Regions from separate parts of the Triticum aestivum genome. Here region 1 is linked to region 2. Evidence: chromatin contacts called from public Hi-C data. All regions are on one chromosome and are shown on one strand. Each heading gives the region's core, a stretch centred on a gene start, on an enhancer-like site or on the middle of the called end of the contact. The rest is flanking DNA. Distances are from core to core; before and after follow the strand shown. Region 1 holds the start of LOC123145561 (protein CURVATURE THYLAKOID 1D, chloroplastic). Region 2 holds the start of LOC123145559.

The links. Hi-C and Micro-C count contacts between places; a contact is called where the count stands out from the background.
Region 1: a Hi-C map of leaf shows a contact between it and region 2, with 3 times the contacts expected there. The contact joins the promoter of LOC123145561 here to the promoter of LOC123145559 in region 2. A contact is called at or near these places in 4 of 5 Hi-C or Micro-C datasets (leaf and an unstated tissue) and 1 of 1 datasets of contacts at active chromatin or transcription factors (leaf).

Annotation. Positions count from the first base shown.
Region 1 is chr6D:425,915,790-425,921,551 of IWGSC CS RefSeq v2.1, reverse strand. LOC123145561 (protein CURVATURE THYLAKOID 1D, chloroplastic) reads left to right here and starts at 1,856. Exons shown (of 4, transcript XM_044564995.1): 1 at 1,856-2,332; 2 at 3,301-3,405; 3 at 3,497-3,568; 4 at 3,653-3,878. The coding sequence starts at 1,991. The coding sequence ends at 3,709. LOC123145562 (dnaJ homolog subfamily B member 3) reads right to left here. Exons shown (of 5, transcript XM_044564996.1): 4 at 5,306-5,379; 5 at 4,888-5,217. The coding sequence ends at 5,146. LOC123145560 (multiple organellar RNA editing factor 3, mitochondrial) reads left to right here. Exons shown (of 4, transcript XM_044564994.1): 4 at 1-372. The coding sequence ends at 168.
Region 2 is chr6D:425,653,031-425,658,867 of IWGSC CS RefSeq v2.1, reverse strand. LOC123145559 reads left to right here and starts at 3,250. Exons shown (of 23, transcript XM_044564991.1): 1 at 3,250-3,460; 2 at 3,625-3,701; 3 at 3,858-4,568; 4 at 5,251-5,432; 5 at 5,534-5,608; 6 at 5,688-5,822. The coding sequence starts at 3,642.

The sequences.
Region 1 (5,762 bases), core at 607-3,106, 260 kb before region 2:
AGGAGTAGGCCTCGTCCCCGCTATGATAGGCGACGAGAGACTATGCAGGTTGAGCGAAGAGAGACTATGCAGAGAGGTCCTTCAGTACAAGAGCACAGGCCTCCATTTTCTCAGCAGGTTGCTCACAATAATGGGCAGCATGAAATCGTACCGCCAGGAAGGAACTAACTTCATTCTACATTAGTATGGATAATGAGGTTGGGAGTTACCCTTCTCTTTTCCTTATACTGAACTTTGTTTTGCATTGTAGCAACAAAAAGTAGAAAAGACCGCTCTGTGCAATGTCATGATTTGGTGCTTTTCAAAGCTTCTTTTTATGCAAACGAGGAAGGGAATGATTTTTTCTTGAATCAATAAATGCAAATTTATAAATTTCAGCACTCCTTAAACTTGGTTTTAAATGTTAGACTAGAATTCAGTAAGTTGGTCAGGATCGACATCTACCGGCAACGTCAGCAACACTTCAATTTGAGTTCAGATCAAGGGCCCGCGGGCCAAGTAGTTTGTTATCAACGGCGCGCAGGTCAGCTAGTTTGTTGTCTAAGGAGTTGGAAGCAGGATGTCCGCTGCCTTGTGTACTACTCCCTCCGTTCCTAAATATAAGTCTTTGTAGAGATTTCACTATGGACTATATACGGATGTGTATAGATGCATTTTAGAGTGTAGATTCGCTCATTTTGCTCTGTATGTAGTCCATAGTGGAATCTCTGCAAAGACTTATACGACTTATATTTAGGAACGGAGGGAGTATATACCAGATTATGGAGGCATTCTGTGGTGGAATGTACTATGCCCAAGTGCATTTGGGCATTGGCTACAAAAGAGGTAGCAGAACAGGTGGTGCTGACCCAGGAAATCAAAGCGAGGGATTGGATATTCTCTCTAATTGACAAACTGCCCCACTGTGAGTTAATGGAGGCATTAGTCACCCTTTGGGCGATTTGGCATGCTCAAAAGAAAGCTATTTAAGAAAATATTATATCCCAAAGCCGTCTCTCGATGAAGGGTTTTGTTGAAAGCTGTATGGCAGAGCTAGATGTTCTACAGTAGACGAATATGGCTGGTACAGAGAGTGCGCCCACTACTAATGGGATACGTCCGCCCTGAGGTCGGGTTAAGATCAATGTTGATGCAGCCACTGGTAAGACTAAGTTTAAGGGTGTGTTTGATAGGTTGCACTTTGAAGTCTTTGCATCTATGGCTTAGTTGGGCGAGTAAATACAGGTCAGAGATCATGTTGTGCATATTGTTTGGTAGTCATGTATGGCGATCACCCATATTTATGAATCTCCTAGAGTTGCCCCAAGGGACATGATTTTTTTTCTTTAATGTTGGCAGTCAGGCCTGCCAATGACATGAATTTCATATTGCCCAACGAGGTACATGCGTCGGCGCAAGTCAAGTGCACAAGATGTTACCTCCCATTCAACTTAAATGACACAGCCTATATAGGATGTCAATTTTGCATTAGGCCGCGTGGCGCAGAATTAAATTAAAGCCAGGCAAGTCATTTTAGAATTAAAGCCAGACAAGTCATTTTCAAAACAGAGGAACGGAGAAACCAGGGCGCTCCACCTGTACCAGCACAACCACTATTCATGCCATTGTTTTCTAGCACAATGAATTCCGGTACATTCCAGAGGCCGCTGGAACCGTACGCTGATTTATACAGATCCCAAAACCATCATTAATTCCCAAAAGCAAAAACGGAGAAAAGGAGATCCGGCCAAAGCCAAAGAGCGCAACGAGAAGCACGGGCGCGGGGCCGAGAAAAGCGACTCCTGTTGTGTTCCCAACGGCAAAGACAAACCACCACCGGCACTGGTACTGCACTACACACTGCGTCAGTGTGGAGCACACAGCTGTGCGTCAGCGAGGCAGCCAGCCCACCACCCCTCATCCTCCCCGCGAGCTCACCAAAACCTCAAACCCCAGCCAGCCTGTCCGCCTCCACAGAAAAGTAAAGGCAGCAGGAGAGGGAGAGGAAAAAATGGAGGTCCTCGTCTCCACCACCGCGGCCTCGGCTCCCTTATCCTCCGCCCGCGTCCACCGCCGGCCGCTCACCCGCTCCGTGGCCTTCCGCGCCCCGGGCCGACGAGGCTGGCGCTGCCGCTCCGCCGCGCCGACCAGGCCCGACCCGGTGCCGTCCGAGGAGCCTGCGTCGGCGTCGGGGTCCGCGACCGCCACCACCGTCGTCACGGACAAGCCCGACGCGCCGGCTGCGGAGGAGAAGAGCGGGGAGGTCTCCGGTGGATTTGTGGAGGTGATGGTGGAAGATGCGCCGGTGTCGTCGCCCGAGGAGGACGGCGGCGTGGACGACATACTGGGCAAGGTTTACTCCTCCTCCTTTGCTGCTTTGCTTTTCTATCTGTTTCTTTTTACAGAATACTACTCCGTATAAGGTAGCCAGCCCAAATTGGGTGGAAATCCTGAGATCCTCCCCACTCCTACGTTTGCAAAGATGGACACTTACAGAATTCAAAATCGACCACCTAATGCTTTTGGGGTTGCATCAAACTGAAACAGCGTCTTCTTGCATCAAACTGAGATAGTGTTAGTGTGGCCACTGATGCAGGAAATAATGATGCTTTTGAGCAGGATAAACATTTACGCACTTCCTATGGGATGGCTCATACGACATATTACTAGTGTAGTAACGGTAACTGGACCGCCTCATTGAGTCATTACAAATGACAATAGCAGTGATATGAAAGAGTCGATAGAGTATAAAATTAAAATGCCGAACCAACCACTGAAAAATGCAAAGTCGAGCAGTAGAAAATGCAATTAATTTTCCTGACTCTTATGACAAAATGGCTGTTCAAGCTTACGGTAGATCTCGGTGTGGCTGTTCAAAAGAAACAAGACCAAAAAAGTACAGCATGGATGTGCAAAAATGACTCTGCCGCCGACTTGCAAATGCGATGTGAGATGCCCTAAGCAGGGCAGCTATGATCTACTCCAAGATACACCGACCTCCATTTGCACAAACCGTTATGAAGTTGCACTGTACTAATCAGATGCCACGCAAGATAACTTAATTCTGTTGGTGAAATGCAGCTAGAATGTAGTGTGACGTATCAAAGTGTCAACATACTGTGCATTCGTTGTTTCTGTTCGTCTCAACTCAGAAGAGAGTATATGCATCACATTAACCTCAATTTTCTACTTTCCAGGTTGAACTTAATAAGAATACTATGTGCCTTTGATTGTTCTTGAATACACTTTGCAGTCTTGGAACCAGCTGATTGCTATTTGTTGCTCACACAGTCGCACTTACTTTGGGCTTGCTCATTTCAGTTGGACATCCAAGTGACGCCCACTTCTGTCATCCTCGGAGGCGGTGCTTTGATTGCTCTGTTGGTCCTATCTAAAATCATTTCTGCAATTGATTCCGTTCCCCTGGTACGTGGTTATGCCATCGCGGGATAGATCTGTGTGTACTCAAAAACTTACTGCTCCACGTATGATAAACCGTGCGAATTACCTGTTGCAGCTTCCAAACGTGCTGGAAATCGTAGGAACTGGCTACTCAGTCTGGTTCATCACACGGTACCTCCTCTTTAAGGTATGTTCCCAATTATATCATCACAGAACCAGTGTCAGCCATGCCCGGTGTGCGCGCTTAATGATCGGCTTTCACTATGCGCAGGAAAGCAGAGACGAACTGTTTGCGAAATTTGAAGATCTGAAAAACAATATCATTTGAGCAGGGGGAGAGTGATGCGTTAGCATACGTTTAGGCTTCACAGCCAGCTTATTATTTTAGGCCGTCTTCTTTTTTCAACTATTGCTGGAAGAAAGAAACAAGTTGTGTTGTAAGCTGTTCCCTCTCATCAACTGCAATGGGAGATCTGTTTACTAGTGTGCTTGCTCGAGTCTTCCTGGTTGCGTTTACTCGACCCAGCGTTCATAATCCTGACTAGAAGCGCCAAAATGTTAAAATGTTGGATGGATTATTTCCAGTAACCTTTTCACCCGTTTCTTCTAATTCTTCTTGGCAAGATTTAAAGTCACTCCCAACGATTTACAATGTTAACCCTCCAAATTTGTTGGCAAAATTCTGAGCTGAAAATGAGGCGGGCTGACAAAGTTTGAGGGTGATTTCTGGGGCTGTTTAAAAAAAAAATTGATTTCTGGGGCTGGAGGGCCTATACACTACGTGTCTACATGTGAGTGCTTCAGGCGAGAGAATATAGCCACATCATCAACCCCCTTGTAAACTTTATCTGCTCCAATGCGAGCCCCCTCATCTTTGGTGCTTAGATAATTTATCACATGCATTCATACTCTTAAGATGTGCTTATGTACAACAGTACAGGTTAAATATAACCACTTCTTGAGCATTGGTGCCCAATCAAGCACTCGAGCTTCAGAATAATAAGCACCAATGTATTACTCCCTCCGTTCCTAAATACAAGTCTTTGTAGAGATTTCATTATGAACCACATACGGATGTATATAGATGCATTTTAAGTGTAGATTCACTCATTTTGCTCCGTATGTACTCCACAGTGAAATCTCTCCAAAGACTTATATTTAGGAACGGACGGAGTATTAGGTAAGAGAAAACTGATTCATTTCACTGAGCATTTCTCCAAGCAAAAGATACTTCGGAAGTTACTTGGCGACCAATTGTCACTCCTATAAGATGCTCTCACTCTATAAACAAATATAAGACGTTTTAGATCACTAGTAACCTAAAATACCTTATATTTGTTTACAGAGGGAGTAAGTGAAAAGGAAAATACTAATGCCAGGACTAATAACCATATCTATTTTTCCCTTGTAAGGGAAGAAGTTCAGGGAGTAAAGAACACAGCGGTAAACAGTAAGCATTTTCTGGCATCCAGCCACACTCAATGCTATGAGTAAAATGGCAAGGCATTCATGAACACAGATGCTTTCATTTCATAGGATGGGAACAGTGTTTCAGGAGCAAATGTGCGACATAGGGCATCTATGCCTCCTGCAACCTACAACAGACAGTCAACAAATATAAATCATGTCTGTTGTAGGATGAAACGCTAAGCCCCCACCAGATGGTAGTACTGTGCTAAACTTTGTGAACTAGGTGGGATTTTACAACTACACACATCAGCCACGACCGCACATAGACGCAGACTCTTGTAACCCGGAGAAAGCTCACCACACAGAGTACCTTACACCAAGGCCATTGCATGTAAGTATTAAACCCTTGTGTCGGTTCAGGTAATCCTGAAAGTAAAAAAAAAATGTCACAAAGAAGATTTGCGTGTGGTGGTTATGGTGAGGGGTGGGTGGGGTGGGGTGGGGGGGTACTCACCGCTGCATTCTGATCCTGAACGTATAAAACACCTTTCTTGTCATACTCCTGCCGTTTTACTGGATTGCTAAGAACTGTCAAAAACAAGAGATGTCATGAATGAAAGCACCTGATGTATCATCCTTGTTTATCTCGGTTTCTAGATAGAAGGCTAAAGCAGATGCATCGTGAAAGAACATTCTTCAGCGGAAAAAAATGGTTATATAAGAAACGTGTTTTGACAGTCAGTGCAAAACTGCAAATAATTACATTACCCAGTGATCAACAAATGATGGCCAGCTTTTGCTACTAACGCATGCGACCAACCTCCAAGGTGTGCAACAAGTCTGGCTCAAATGTCATGACCAATAAATCATGTTTTCACTAGTTTCTTAGTAAGTATAATCTAAGTGCATAGTTTGATGGCCTATTTGCATGAGGCAATGACTGACTTGCCCTAAATCTTATGGCAGTCATA
Region 2 (5,837 bases), core at 2,001-4,500:
GTCAATGCTACACCTACGTACGTAGGCTCTTACTTAATGTTACGTAATCTTCCTTTCTACTGCTTTCGTTCCTAAATATAAGACCTTTTAGAGATTTCACTATAAGCTACATATAGAGCAAAATGAGTGAATCTACACTCTAAAGTATGTCTATATACATCCGTATATAGTCCATAGTAGAATCTCTAAAAGGTCTTATATTTAGAAACGAAAGGAGTATAAACTAATCAGCCCTCTCCGATTTTCATGGGGTGGGCCTGAGCCGTTTTTACATCTAACCAAATCAGGCCACATAAGCTTTTACTTAAGTTTCATAAGACCTTTTATGTCGATGTAGCAAAACCTCTTCGAAATCACTAATTAAAGAGTACTCGTTGCAAAGAACATTCCACTTTCCCAGGTTGCGACAAGTGGCGCACATGCAGCGCGCGTCGCAACCTAGTAGTTTCCCCTTTTTCGTAAATTCGTTTATTCAAAACATTTTATCTCTTAAACCGTGCGTCCAAATCTTGAACCGTTTTCATCATTGAATTCCTCGCGTCGAGATCTTCAAAACTAGATCCCATGTTGATAGGTTTTGAAGAACTTTTTTTTCACGAAAAAAACCGGGCGAAAAAACCGAACCGGGAGCATGTTTTTTTCCTTTCCGAAAGAGGCACGCCTGTGCCTCTCGCGAAATCACAACCGTGCCTCTTGTGGAAGCAAAACCGTGACACTCGTGGAAGGAAAAAAACAGAAAACACATTTTTTTCCGTTTCCGAGAGGCACGACCGTGACTCTCGCGAAAGAAAAAAACAGAAAACGCGTATTTTTTTCCCTTTTCTAGAGGCACGACCGTGACTTTCGCGGAAGCAAAACCGTGACTCTCGAAAGAAAAAAAAACAGAAAACGCGTTTTGTTTTTCCCTTTCCGAGAGGCACGGCCGTGACTCTCGCGAAAGAAAAAAAACAGAAAACACGTTTTTTTCGTTTCCGAAAGGCACGGCCGTGACTCTCGCTAAAGCACAACCGTGCCTCTCGCGGAAGAAAAACCGTGACTTTCGCGAAAAGAAAAAAAACGTGTTTTTTGTGAATTTTTTTGATCGAAAAACTAAGAAAGACCGGAGGAAAACTAAAACGTCGAAAAACCCGAAAAAAACCGTTTAAAAAGCCGAAAGCGCGTGCGGAAAAATAAAAAAAACAAAATCCGAAGAGAGCATCCAGAGCGCGACACGTGACGAATGGCTGAGAGCACGCCAAGTGGCGCTGATCGTTGCGAGGCTCGTTAACTAGTTGCTGCCAAAACTCTTTTCAGGAAATCCTGCAGCTCCAGGAAAATTGCCGCGTCGGGTCTCAGCCTCCAGGCTCAGGTCCCATGTTACATGGACCTCTGCCCCTCGTCGCATATGCAGTTCTGCACTGCGTCCCGGCCCACTTGCTGTTAAAAGAAAACCAGAAACGGCAATGCTGCTGGAACCTCCGGCCGCCCCGGCCCTGACTGACATTCCTTACCGCCGAAGCAAGCAGTAGGATCTCGCGAGGAAGATGCTTCCGCTCCACGTGCCATGTTCACACCGCGCGGTAAACGACGATGCGAGCTGGGCAGGAAATTCCACGCAAGCTTGGACCGGCAGGTCAAGCGAGTGTCAGAATACTAATGATGAAATTAACGTGCAAATTAAGCGGCGGTTATGTGTAGTAAGTAGATTACCCGGACGGACGCAACCTTTCCATGGGTCCAGCTCGCGCTCGCAGCACGTTCCATGTGAGTTCAGGTCGACAGAGGTCGGGTGCATGGCGCGGCGAGCGGTCGCCCACCAAATCCTGCGGCATTTCTCTCGTCTCGTCTCACCCGACCCGACCGACCGGACTGCTCCCTTTTTCCTCAAGGGTCAAGGGAAAAAGCTTGGCAGCGCCATCGCGCGTGACTGCGGAATGCCCTGGATGATGATGGGAAGACGGACACCTAGTAATGCCTACATGTGCCGCTGTACACAAATAATTTGTGACGGCGACGTGCGAACCAACCCGGGAACACGAAGGAAATTCGAATTTTCGTACTAGTACTTGGGAGTGCAGCTAATGGATAAATTTCGGGGTGCGGCTAACATGGATATATATAGATAAGAGAGTCTAGAGTGTAGTTTATTTTAATTACCAGCAGTTTAAAGGAAAATGCAAAATGCCAAATAGCTGGAGCGGGGCGTGATGGCCACTTTGGCGGTTTGGCCACATGCTCCCCTGTGGCTCATCACCCCGTCCCCACCCGTACGCCCGTCACAGTCGCCTTAAAAAGGGAATCGCCGAAAGCTCGTAGCGTGTCACTGTGTGTCACTCCATCAGTGGCAATTCCTTCGTCGCACCGCCGAAATTTCTCCGAAGGGCCGAGGGCAAACCCGTCCGTCCGTCCACGACGTGTAGTACCAGGAAATTCCCATGCACCCTCGGACCACGCCGTTCGAAAAAGAGGCGCGGCACGCGGGCCCCGCGCTCATGTGCCCCACCCGACCCCACCCACGCGCCGCCCAAGCCCCCAACACGAGAACCAACGTCCCAGATTCCATCGAGTAGGAATGGACGGCGCAGTTTCCCCCTGGTGGGAGCGGTGTTTGTGGGGAGTGCGGGCGCGTTCACACGGGTCCACTTCACTCCGCAGCAGCACCGCGCCACGCCCGGTCTACCCGGTCGTCGTCGCGCTCGCCCACTTCCCACCATCAACCCCACGTCGTTCGACCGTTACGAGTGAGGGGGGCGGAGCCCCCGGCTGACGCCGTCAACGCCGGCCGCCGCGGCGCCCGCGCCCGCCCGTTGGGGCTGACGCACGCGCCCGTCCTCTCCTGCTACTCCAAGAAACGGAAGACGAGATGATTTCCTCCCCATTTTCGCCGATAACCCCCTCCATTCCCCCAAATCACGCATACCTCCACGTAGGAAGCTGTACGCATCTCCATTACCGTGACGGAAAAGATACTCGCGAGAGATCGAAGAGGAGATACGTGAGGATAGTGTGATCCGTTCCAACCCCGCGAAGTAGATGGTTTCCATGTGTGCGCGGATACAGTTCCGTGGCGGGGCGCGTGCGTGCGTGCGAAGATCATATCACCTGCCTCTATGACTTTCCAAAAACGGGCAGGGGCTTAACTGCAAAGTCCGCCGCCGTCGTCTCCGTCACGTTATTAATTCGAAATTAAAAACCACTACGGGAGCAGCAGCAGTGGTTTTTTTCTCCCTCGCCACTAAATAAATAAATAAACTCCTCTTTGTCCCTTTGCTTTGCTCCCCCTTCTCCTCCCAGACCTTTCTTTTCTCCCCCACCACCACTCGGCGCTGCTTCTCCACGCTCCCATCGCTGTCGCCCTCCTCTCGCACTCTCGCAGCAGGAATTCGAAGCTGTTGCCTCCCAGCGAATTCAAACCCCGGGCGGGGCAGGAGGGAGGAGCGGCCGCCGCCGAGCCCGCGCCGACGATTTGGTGGCGTACCGGGTAAGCTGCGGGCGGTTTTCGTTTCGGCTCCCGGATCCGCGTGCTCGAGGCGGCATTTCGGGGAGGTTTTTTTTTCCCCTCGTTCGCCGCGATTCACGGGCGCGGCATTTGGGTGGGAGTTTTGCTGATTCGGTGCGCGGATTTGTTGGCGGTGCGTGCGGCAGGGCGGCCGGGGATTTGCATGCCGGCGATGATGTTCACGGAGGGGCTGGATCGGGACGCGCTCAAGTGGGTGCGCGAGGTGAGTGCTCTCCCTGGTCTCCTCGTCCTCGCCGCCGCGGCGGTTTTCCTCGGCTCAACTGAACCCTAGCTGGGGTTGAGTGAGTCCGTTGTCGTTCCGGAGCTGCCGCTGCTCCCGTCTCTGACCAGTGCTGGTTGGTTGGTGCGAATGCTGCAGGGCCAGGGCGCGGGCGCGGGGGCGGGGGCGCTGCACAGCCACGGCCGCATGGACGCGCTCCGGGCCGCGCGCGGCGCGGGCGGCCTCGGCCTCGGCATGCCGCCGCCGGAGAAGTACAGGAGCGGCCACCTGCCGCGCGCGTCCGTGCCGCTGCGCCCCACCGACGACGGGAGCGCCTCCACGGCCTCCGACATGGACGAGTCCTCCGACGCCGAGGAGGTCGAGGTCTGCAGCGGCGGCAGGTACTCCGTCGACTCCTCGCCCCGCCACCGCGACGACGCCCCACGCCGCACCGCCGTGCCCCTGTACCGGTACGCCAACGTGCCCGGGCAGCAGAACTACTACTCCAGCGACGGCTACTCGGATCTGAGCTCGTCGAGGGACACGGCGCTTCCAAGGGGGAAGCCGCAGCAGGCGCGGCGGCCAGAGGCGCGCGCTGCTGCTGCGTACGTCGAGGAGGAGGAGTACTCGGACTCTGCGGGCAGCTCCGAGTTCTCGAGCCAGGTGTCGGGGCGGAACAATGGCGTGGCCTCCAAGGGTGGGTACGCATCTGACTACTCGCATACCGGGCCAGTCCGGAGAGAAGCGAACAATGCGGTTCCTAAGGCGGCTCGTACGGCAGCTCAGCCTTCAAACTCGAGAGCTTACCAGCCGGAACACTACTCTGCTCATGTCCCTGCTCGGGTCGATGTCAAATCTTCTCCTAAAATGGTTAGTTCTCTGTGCTAATTGATGAACTGTTCTCATTTTCTTTAGTCCTGCTTCATCCTCTGCCATATCAAATGCGTGAATGGCACTAGTTCCACTCCTCGGCTGCATATGAAAGTTCTGACATTTTTTCTGATTTCACAATCATTCCTACTTGGTACAATAATATGGCCGAATAGATAATCTTTGCACTTGCACTAGGCAATGCATTGTAATTGCTCGACATAGCGATATTGCAACAAATATTCTGCTCATAGAACAAACCTTCTCCAGATACTACTGTTAAGATACACAAGCTGTTTGTTGGTATCTGCTTAAGGATGACATGCTTCTGCATTTAGTCCACTTGGATAATGATCTGGCCAATCTTTTTCCCCCTCAATTATTAGGAGAAACTCGATTTTGCTTTACAATTGTGATCTGGATATTCACTCTCCTTTGGAAAATGCAAGAAAAATTCAATTCCGCAACTGCATCATAATCGTATTTGTCTTTGATTCTAATCCATGATGTAACCTAGGATCCAAAATTGCTGCCAAAAATTGATTCTTTTTTCTGGGTCTTTTGGGCCCATAGGCTGCAAGGGTCATCTATTGCCATGCTTTCTAGAATACATGTGATGTTATGATACCGTTCTTACATAATTGAGTAGATTTTGCTGATGAATCGAATGGGTTGTGTGCAGGATGGTTCATCTGATGTCCCGAGTGCCCCACCAATACATGGTTATAGTCAGGAAACTTCACCAGCTCCTCAAAGTGATACCAGAACTTGTGCAAAAGCAAGTGCATCGGATGGTTCAACTGTCAAAAAGGAGGACCATGGTGATGGTATTGTGGGAGCTGACTTACCCGAAAAAACTGATAGGTAGCTTTCGTAATACTGGATGCTCGATCAAACCATTATTCAGGAATTAATTGTATTTCTTCTGCTGGCATGTCGTTCTGACTATTTGTTCTACCATGTAGCAGCGCTTTGAATGGAAGGCACACCAGCAGACCATCTAGTTCAATTCCTCTTCGAGTCCCCACGTTTCATGCCAGGTATGTAGAGCACACATTTAAATAATAATTTGTTTACTGTTCCATATTTCTCTACTAACCTGTTCCATTAAAAAAACAGTTTGCAAGGTCCCTGGTATTCTGTGCTTGCATATGATGCTTGTGTTCGCCTGTGTCTTCATGCATGGGCTAGAGGCTGTATGGAAGCTCCGGTTTTTCTGGAAAATGAATGCACATTATTGAGAGACACATTTAGGTGAGTTATGGTTGA